Regions from separate parts of the Mus musculus genome. Here region 1 is linked to region 2. Evidence: chromatin contacts called from public HiChIP or PLAC-seq data. All regions are on one chromosome and are shown on one strand. The core of a region is the stretch at or near the end of the contact, and the rest is flanking DNA. Distances in the headings are between cores, read along the strand shown. Region 1 overlaps Akt3 (thymoma viral proto-oncogene 3). Region 2 overlaps Sdccag8 (serologically defined colon cancer antigen 8).

Evidence for each region. HiChIP or PLAC-seq counts read pairs in DNA pulled down with a chosen protein or histone mark.
Region 1: a RAD21 HiChIP or PLAC-seq map of pro-B cells shows a contact between it and region 2, with 5 times the contacts expected there. The contact joins two enhancer-like sites. A contact is called at or near these places in 1 of 39 promoter capture datasets (the C10 cell line), 2 of 15 datasets of contacts at CTCF or cohesin (the NIH/3T3 cell line and pro-B cells), 28 of 484 Hi-C or Micro-C datasets (B cells, the C10 cell line, CD4 T cells and 23 more), 10 of 115 datasets of contacts at active chromatin or transcription factors (astrocytes, bone marrow-derived macrophages, differentiating embryonic stem cells and 7 more) and 3 of 9 other capture datasets (adipose tissue, liver and pancreatic islet).

The regions. Positions count from the first base shown.
Region 1 is chr1:177,189,367-177,194,071 of GRCm38.p6, forward strand. All of the region lies in intron 1 of Akt3 (thymoma viral proto-oncogene 3), which reads right to left. Among named protein-coding and RNA genes, the nearest start is that of Akt3, 57 kb to the right of the region's middle. Within about 2 kb of position 2,420, at least 7 of the 459 cell types and tissues checked have an H3K27ac peak or open chromatin away from gene starts, as enhancers often do. A contact at or near this core is called in bone marrow-derived macrophages and pro-B cells, where this site is marked.
Region 2 is chr1:176,993,792-176,998,905 of GRCm38.p6, forward strand. The region is part of intron 16 of Sdccag8 (serologically defined colon cancer antigen 8); the gene reads left to right. Among named protein-coding and RNA genes, the nearest start is that of Gm15423, 55 kb to the left of the region's middle. Within about 2 kb of position 3,355, at least 115 of the 459 cell types and tissues checked have an H3K27ac peak or open chromatin away from gene starts, as enhancers often do. A contact at or near this core is called in bone marrow-derived macrophages and pro-B cells, where this site is marked.

The DNA of each region.
Region 1 (4,705 bases), core at 1,170-3,669, 190 kb after region 2:
CATTTCTAGTTGACACAATACAATTATTATCTTCTCCCCCATACTTCATCCTCCTTAACTATTAGGAAACAAGGGCAATGTTTATAAATAAATGTAGGTAACGTCAAGGTTCAAGGTCTCAGCTCACTGTTTGAAAGCCTATTCAGAATACATCTTTGCCTAGATCAAAGGCCATTTCAAGAGCTAGCGCCCTTTCAGGTATCCAGTTTTTTTTTTTTTCTTTCTCTAAATTTACTTGTATCTTTTTTTCTTGAATATTCAAAATTTCCCTCTGTATCTGGATGCCTGCTCCATAATCTATGAACATGTTCAACATGTTTCCACCTCAAAAAATCTCTCTGAACTACTGCAATCTACTTTCTTTCCTCTTACCAAAATCAGTGCAAAGATGAATCTATGCTTTTACCATTTCTTTAATACTCCTTCTTTCTTGAATCACTGACAATTTTCTTTTTATCACTACAATTTAATTGACAATGATTGGTTAGAAGTTACCAATAAACTTATCATTAGTGTTCTCTTTACACTCTTCTCAAATTGAGATGTTTTCTTTCTCTCTTGGCTTTGAAAGTGCACAGTAATTGTTCCTGTTCTTTCTAGCTCCTTTAAGACTCCTCTGCCTTAGCCAGGCGTGGTGGCGCACGCCTTTAATCCCAGCACTCAGGAGGCAGAGGCAAGTGGATCTCTGAGTTCGAGGCCAGCCTGGTCTACAAAGTGAGTTCCAGGACAGCCAGGGCTATACAGAGAAACCCTGTCTCGAAAAACAAAAAAAAAACAAGAAACAAAAAAAGACTCCTCTGCCTTCTCCTTACATAGCCTGAATCAAATATAGTATCCATACATACTTTAGTAAACTACAGGTGATGCCTTTTTTAAAGAAAGTAGCTCATTTAGCGCGTGACACTTAATTTCCCTATCCATTTAGCCCAAATTTATAGTCTGCAAACTTCTTAGTCCTCTTATTACCTTCCCCAAACTCTCCTATACACGCATAGTATTTCAGAAGCAGAGCAAGCCTACTGTCCTTATTTTCCAAATCTTGCTATTCCTTGAAAATCCTGACTTTGAACACACTACTCTCTATAGAGTAGAGACAAGGACAAGGAAACAGCTCAAGCAGTAACAAAGCTGTTTTATGGAATCTCCAGAGGTTATGTGGCCCCAGAAACTTCAGCTCTAGTATTACGTAATAAACTGACTTTGATTAGTCAATCTACAATTCACCCAACCAACCCTTCACTAACTCCAGTGAAGACAGGTGTCTGCTTAGCCTATCACAGTTGAGATGACTTGGTACTGTGTATAGGTCTGAAAAAAAAAACTTTTTGGATGTTTTTTAAAAGATTTAACATGACTGAAGATATCTTTTACCTTAGGTACAATACCAATAATCACTGGTTGACACATTATTAACAGATCTGGAAAATATAAAAACATAAATAACTGAATACATCTAAAATTGAGCATTTATGCAATGAGAGGTAAAGTGTTATGACACAGACATTTTAAAGGTTCTGAAACAACAATTCAACTTTGGTAACCATGAACTGTGCTTTCTAAACAGCTTTGACACTGAAATGAACAGTCTTTTTATTTGATGACACTAAGTAAGACTTTCTTGTGATCGATACTATAAATGTTACAGAAATTTTACACTACCCACATTCCTTATCTAAATTTCATAAAGTGATAGATCTGTTAAATTAATTCCTAAACAATTATTTCTTAAGGATTAATCACTTGCCACATTTTCTAAATATTACCTCAACACAAGTCAGGTTCAGCATTTTCAGCTTTTTAACTTCTCAATAAAACAGTAACCTTTTAAATGTCAGAACCACATTAATTAGTTCATGTTTCTTTAGTTCCCTGATAGCTCCTGGGTAATCTGAAAGCTTTGTTCCACAGCATTATGCACTAAATTGTTGTGAAATTTGAAGACAGTGTCACAAACTTTCACTAAACTCGGTTAACATTTCTAACCATGGTTGGCTAACTTACCTCTATATCTAGGCCTAACAATCAAGGAGGTACTAACTAACCAAGGTGGGACCTTTGGCATTCTTCCTTGTTCCCCAACAGATCCTTCAATATATCTCCTCTTTAAAATTATGTTTTATTTATGCCAGTTTCAAGTTCCTCCTATTTCTTCCACTTTATCATGCTACTTTGGTCAGCCTTAATTTGCCCAAATGCACATACATGTGAAAACTTACTACTCCCTGATCTCAGCAGACAACAAGAATGCAAACTGCTTTAAAGGAATGGGTGAAAAGATAAAAAATAAAATATCTTGCTTAACTTGAATAAATTCAAGAAGATTTATTGAAATGAAAGTCAAGAATACAAAGTAAAACACTGAACTGGAAGGAACTCTACAGAAGCAGACCCAAAAGCAGTAACTTTTCACTTCTGTGCAATTTCTTTCCTTCCCTTTTCCTGGATGTACTGACTCTCAAAAGAGGGAAGTGTTCCCCTGGGGTCCTCCATCCCCTCTGGCTCTAACACTTTCTATGGAGTTCCTTGAGCTCTGAGGGGAAAGATCTGAGGGAGACATGCCATTTAACGTTGTGTGTTTGATTGTTGTTCTTTTGTAAACCAATCTTGTTACGTTAACAAGATTGAACAGAAGTGAATGGTTCCTTGTAGAGCGTATGAATGCTTCGCCATGCAGTCCGACTTCTCAAGAACCCCACTGACTCTGCTGTCCACTCCACAAGCTCCAGCTCTTCAACAGCCAGAGGCTTAGGCAGCTGACTGTGCTATCACAACAGGAATGCTGAGGCACTACAGAGACCCTCTAAAACTAAGATGAAGATGCCACGGGGTTATCAATGTCAGTGTAACAATGAGTCTTCTTATGTCAAAAGCATAACAGTTAATTTACAATTTGTCTTGATTTATTGTCTCTGTACTTATATGTTGTTCTTGACCCTTCCACTTCAGTGGAATTATAGAAATAGACTATGTAGGTCCTTTTGTAAGAATTGCCTTATTTCTGACTATTGTCCAATGGTATTTATTAAAGCTGAAGTCTTACACTATAAAGAAGGTGCTAACCTGTATAGTGTATTATCACTTGCATGACCTTAAAGGGAATAATTTCTTCCATTTCTTCTAACATCAAATATTTAAAGTATATTCAATAAAAAATTTATCTATTTGAATTCCAAATTCATTTGGTTTAAGTTTTATCAAATTTTTAATTATTATAATTAGTAAGAATTACATTAGTTGTTGAATTTATGTATCTGATTTCATTGTACTGTCAAGAGCAATACATGGCCAAGAGTGATGATTTTGCTTTTCACACTCAATGGACAGCTAGCAGTATTTCCATGTATTTTTGTTTCTGCAGCTGGACGAAGGAGGAAACAGAGATATATCAAAGTCTACAAAACAGCCTCCTTATTCTGTTCAAGTGCTAAGATTAAGAAATTATTTCATGGGGCTGGATACATGGTTCAGTGGTTAAGAACACTTGCTGCTCTTACAGGGGACTGGAGCTTAGCTCCCAGGAAACACATGGCAGTTCATAATCACCTGCTCACTCTAGTTTAAGGAGACCGGATGCCCTCTTCTGGGCTCTGTACACATATGGCACTATACACAGACAGACATACATGCAGGCAAAACACTCAATACACATAAAATAAAATAAACCATTAAAAGGGGGAGGAAGATGAGGAACTCCCTCCGGAGGGCAAGGATACTGACTGTTTTAATTCACAATATTCCCAGAATAGCTTGCTATATATGACAGTGGATAAACCAAAACTCAAGATGCATTATTACTTCTCACAACTTTGATGATATAAGCATTAAGAGTCATTCTGCTTTTGCAGAGGATCTAAGTTCAGTTCCCAATACCTACATCAGGAAGCTCACCACTACAGCTGTGGTAGATTCAAAGTCTATAGCTTCTGCAGGCCCTTACTCATGTGTACTCATGTATATATAAAATAATTCTTCTAAATAATTGTATTTTAAAAAGCAAGCATATATTGCATCATACTTTTCCAAAGTGACATGGTGGTTATGGCTGGGAGAAAGGGAATGAGGGAAACAGGTAGAAAGGCTCAAAGAGTCAGAAAAAAAGGGAGGGCAGAAACACGTCCGATGTCTGCTTTTTTAAGTACGATTTTTGTACTTAAAAAAAACACAAGTTTATTTACACTTATATATTTATGAAATAGATATCAGAAGTGGATAAAGGGACTGGGTAGGAAAGGGGCTGAGGAGGGGAGTAGGCTGTGAGGGAAGTTTGATGTATGGAGTGCAAGGGAAAGAATGGAAAACAGTGAGGGGCAATCTCTAGGATATCTGCCAGAGACCTGGGATGGGGGAGGGGGAAGAGTACCATGGTCTCTATGAGGATGAATAAGTTTCTTTTAAAAATCAGCAAATTTATTTCTCCTATTAGTAACAGAGTCAAAAGGTCATATCTTAGTGTAAGTCTAAAGAATATATCAAAATAACAAGTTTTATAGAGTATTTCAGTAGGCTGTTCAGAGGCACAGTCCACTAAGAGCAACTTAAAATGCTAGGTAAGATGATTCTGACAAACCAACTCCCACACAAGTATTACAAATGTATTTTATTGGCGCTAAAAATAAACAAAAAATAAACAAGATTTTGTAGCATAAATTTCACATCATTTAAGTTAGCAAAGACATCAACCCTTGAGCTTGGATTTTAGTACTTC
Region 2 (5,114 bases), core at 2,105-4,604:
TGCACAGCACCCAAGGCGTGCCTCTCCCTTCCGGTGTTCTCCGGTGTTCTCCGTTGGCCTCAGCAGGATAGTCACTTCCTTCCTGCCTTTACCACATTCCCACAGACACGAGGAATTGCGTGTGGTTAGCCAACACAAGGTCCAAACCAAATTACACGGAGGTCAGACACTTAGTTTGCTCCTCTTGTGGCACTGAGACAGCCCCACCTGCTGAGTGCCAGGCACCCAGAAACAGAGGCGGTCACTGTGCCCCTCGCCTGCACTTATCAGTACTTTGTTCCTAAGGCTTTCATCATGGCCGTGAATCTGTCCTACGTATCTGTGCAGAAGAAATCTGCCAGTTTCCCTGGTGTCTCTGACCGTGGGCCTGATAGACTATTTTCTCCCCTCTCCCCCACCCTCAACTGTTCACGGTTACAGAGAGCCAGGTTTCAGTCATCAGACAGTTGAATAGACTGTCTCACTGGGGGCCAGATTCCAAGGAGACAGCCCATGGACTCACAGGCCAGGAGAGCCAGGATTGCAACAGTGTCAACAGTCTCTGCTCATCACACCAAAAAAGCCCCTTGTGGAGCTGCCTCATTAGCATACAGCCGCTATGCTAGCTAACAAAGCCAGCTCAGGGTCTGTTCCTCTCAGTGTGTCTGTCTTCCTTGACCGAAAAGAAACTACTCAAGCCAGGGAGGAGGCTCGTTGGTAGAAGACTGCATTGAAAGAATCCCACTAGGCCATTCAGAAGTGGTTTTAAAATAATCAATTTTTTGGGAGACAAGACTCTATGTTTTATTTTTCAAATTTTGTTTTAAAATCATCAATAGGTCAAAAAAAGAAAAAAAAAAAAAGAAAATCGCCATGCCCCACAGTTAAAAATGGTGGAGTCCCAAATAATTCCTGGTCATCCCCTTAAAAGCCTTGTTGTGTCAGAGTGAGTAAGAGGAGCCTCCAGCCAGGCAGGGGCACAGTGAGCCTCCTCTCAGGCTGCCTTCCTAGCCCTCTTTTGTTGGGGGATGGAGGGAAGGAGAAAGGCAGAAACAGATGTGCTGCTAGAAGATCTACAGGCTTCTGCCAACCATATGGCATCTTAAAGAAAGATGGTTGGAGCGTCTGGATTAGCAAAGAGTCGGAATGGGGAGCCATGTGTCGCGTTGGTACAGGCAGTTGTTTGAGCTCTCTCTAAATGGCTTCAGGAGATTGTGTAATGGAACAAATGGTCCTGAGAGCAGGGGAGCAGCCTTGCCGCTGCTGGAGAGGCAATTGGCCCTGGGGCGGCGGCTGCTTTCCTCCCTGCCCGCAGCATCAAGTATTCTTTTAATGTTCTTCGAACTCTGAGAATTGACTAGAACTTTTCAACTATTAATTACAAGGCTGGGTTCTCTGGGCTCTAGGCCCCTGTGAACTCTCCTCTCTGCCCCCAATTTGGTAATTAATTAGTCATGTTGCAGCCCTGCTCCCGTGTGCTGTTCCTCTGTCCTCCGCAGGGCTCCAGGCTCAGTCCTACAGTTCTCAGGGCCTTGACAAATGCCTTTTGCAGGAAGGCTGTCTAACTCCCAGGGGCCTGTGTGTCCATCCTGATCCCAGGAGATAGACAAATCTGTGGAGGCCATAGTGAGCACATGAGAGCATACCCTCCCACTGTTGTAGGTCTTCCAGTCTCTACCAGTGAAGTCACTGCACTGTTAGGCCATACCTGCCATTCCCTGGCTCATCTGAGAGCTCAGATGCTATTTTATAGTTCAGAATAAGCATAAACTGAGCGCTGAGACCTAGGGTACTGGCAGTACATGGCCATCGCAAGGCAAGCATTGTGCTCTGTTGCTGAGAAGAGGACTTTGTACATGCAGTAAAATCGCCAGTGGCTGGAAAAGTTAGTTCATAGCTAACTCTGAGGCTCAGATGTGACAAAAGTTGGCTTATAGAAGGTCGAATGGCTGAGAACAACCAAGGAAGCAGTGGGTTGACCTGAGAGAAGCATTCAGCAAATCTTCATTAACCTTTGAGAGCTCTGAGAGTGACTGGTGAGTCAGCTCCTGGCCTTTCTGAGCCCTGTGGGAACAGAGCATACCGAATATTGATGCCTTGCCTATCATGTCTGACCCCAGCTGGACGCCCTCCCCACACACAGAACCAAGGAAAGGGTAGAATTGACATAGTGAGCTGACCACTTGGATCAGCACATAAAGCTATTCACCGTGCAAGCCTGGTGCTCTGAGTTCGATACCCATCAAGGTAGAAGGAGAGAACCAACTCCATAAAGTTGTTTTCTGAATTTTCACATATATTACACACGCATGCATGCATGCATGCATGCAGACAGACAGACACACACACAGACACAGGTGCACACACATATCATACTCATATGTACACATGCACATTAAAATAATAAAAACATGAAAAACCAGAGCCATGTGAGGTGTGTGTCTAGCACAGCTTCCCTCAGAACATGGAACAGCCACAGTGCGTTCTTCTTTGTCTGTTGTAGCAACACACAGCCTCCTGCAGAAAGAAGGTGGAAGCCAGGTCCTGTGTAACTAGGTTGGAGTAGCAGAAAGGCGGTTAGAGATGGCATGTGTCTGCAGACTGGCATGGTTTCTGGCTTTGTTCTTGTTAAATGGGGTCATCTAGAAATCCTGTGGAGATTCTTAACAAGGACATCTTAAATAACTATTGGTGTTTGTGTTGTAAATTGTGCTCTTACACACTTGAGCACGCCAGCTTCTCTCTTTTTTTTCCTCCCCAAGCCCATTTTTTGCTAACACATTGAAGGTTAGGATATTCTTACTCTGTCTTGTGAATTTGGGATTCATTGGGGGCCTGTATCTGTGAAAAGCCTAATTCTGATTGTTATTCGCCAATTAGAAGAAACTGTCAATCGGATCCCATTTTCTTTCCAAGTGTACACAGCCTGGAATTTGTCAGCCTCTGAGTTTCTTGAAACAATGCAATTAAACTGTAACATATTTCCTAACATTCTTAATTAAGACAGTGACTGGAAAATGTAGATTAACAGAAGTTCCTGTTTTTATCAACATATTTTCTGTCTTTCCACCGCCCTCACATGCCCCTCCCCCCAGCGTCTTACTTTCCCTGTCTGATGTCAGTTTCGGCCACGTGTACATTATGAGCATGGCGCTGAAGAAACCAAGTACAAAATTCTCTTTTCATTCCGAGCTGCCCGCCCCGCACCACACGCACTGTCTGTTACATGTCGCTTCTTAGGAGGCTCAGCTGCGAGTTTCTTTCTAAACGCAAAATGTTTCTGAAGGAAGGAGTTCAGGTTGGGCAGATTGTGCTAGAGAAATCTCACTGTCTCTGAGGGGAACTGATACGCTGGCTGATTGTTCTGTGCAGGCTCAAACTGGCGCTGTCTGCAAAGTTCAAGAGTGTCTGGAAACTGAAATATGAGGGCAGCTCAGGAGATCGAGCAGACAAAGCATTTGGAGGGGAATTTCTAAGTAGGGCTTACAAGTGAAACTCTAAAGTGTAACTTTGTAGAGGGGCAAAAATCAAGAATGAAGGCCTGGGCATAAAGCATGCCCACTGGAAATATTTTCAAGGACTCACGGGTACAGTTTTCCAGGGCACATTTGAGGGTTGATCGGAAAACCCGCTGGGGGGGGGGGTCATCCAGCACCTTTTGATTGTCACCTCTTTGAGTGAGTTCTTAAGTCTTGCCAGTTTCAATTAAGTCACAAGAGAAGCTTAATTACTTCATAGAAATTAAAACGAGCGGTAATATTTCTTTGGCCTCTCTATTAGCCAAGATTTTTTTCTCTTTAATTAAAAATTGGGTCGTCCATGATCATCAACAAACAATGATTCACTTATTTGTTTACCAATAAGGAATTAGAATTAAAGACAGCAAATACAAACCCACAGCACCTCTTGCATCGCCGGGAAATCAACCTGTTTTTCACATTGCTTCTCAGGAGAATGAAATTGGGCCGCGAGCATGGAGTTAATGAAGCTTTCACCCATCTCCTCCCTCAACTGCCAGCTCGCTTTAATCCCCTCCTTCTGCCAAAGTCCAGAGGCCCCGGGAGCCCCTGTGGAGCCTCCCTAGCCAGATGCTAGGCACCCAGCCGGCCCCTGCAGGTGCCGGCCCTCTCATGGTGGGCAGGGGGTGCTGGCCAAGCCACCGGTATCCAGAGGCGGAACAGGCGGGCGCGCCCCCGTGGCCCATGCGGAGCCCTGTGGCTGGCTGCACCTGCAGGAGGACAATTGCCCAGCACGGGGTGGCCAGCCGCACTGGAGGCTGTCGCTGTTGTCTGGGCGGGGTGCGGCCTGGGTTCAGAGCAGGCGGTGCAGGATCTAAGTGCACAGCTGCTCCTCTTCTCTGAAAACTAAGACAGAAGCAGTTTGTTGGCAGCATCCAGAGGGAGAAATCAAAGTCTACCTTTGGTTTGGCTGAAAATGATCTCCAAGGGTGAGTTAGTGTATTCTCGGGGTCAGGGAGTACGCATAGTCCCTGACCATTACCTCTCAAAATGGTGCCGGGCAGCCAGTGAGGAGTGGCCGGCCGGGTGAGAAGGCGCCGTGCACGGCCTGTACAGCGGTGTTGCCTTCCTGTCCTGATCTGCTGTCAGGACCCTTGTGTCTCTGCCCACACCAAACAAGGAAATGGCAGGTAGGGGGACATGCTTAGCGATTAGCACAACCCAGAACTTTTGTTTTGAAAATGCAGCTCCTTTGGCCTCTGTCTCCTAGGACTGGGTACAAGGCCCTTTATCTTCTGCCCATCATTCAGTGCAGGGGAGCCTTACAAAATTAGAGCGCAAAGCCCCTAGGCCCCTCTGAGACCATCACGGTCACACTTGGTGGTAGGCGGATTTCTGAGTTCGAGGCCAGCCTGGTCTACAGAGTGAGTTCCAGGACAGCCAGGGCTACACAGAGAAACCCTGTCTCAAAAAAACCAAAAAAAAAAAAAAAAAAAAAAAAAAAAAAAAGGAAAGAAAAGCAAAGCAAAGCAAAGAAAACAAGAAAAAGCCCTGCCCTCTAAGGGTACATTGCCTGCCCTCTTAGGTGCTTCAGGCGGGAACATGCTGCTGCGGAGGATAACCTGAGGTGAGACACTTGGGAAGTTGGTTAACTTACACGTTCTTAAAGAAAAATGA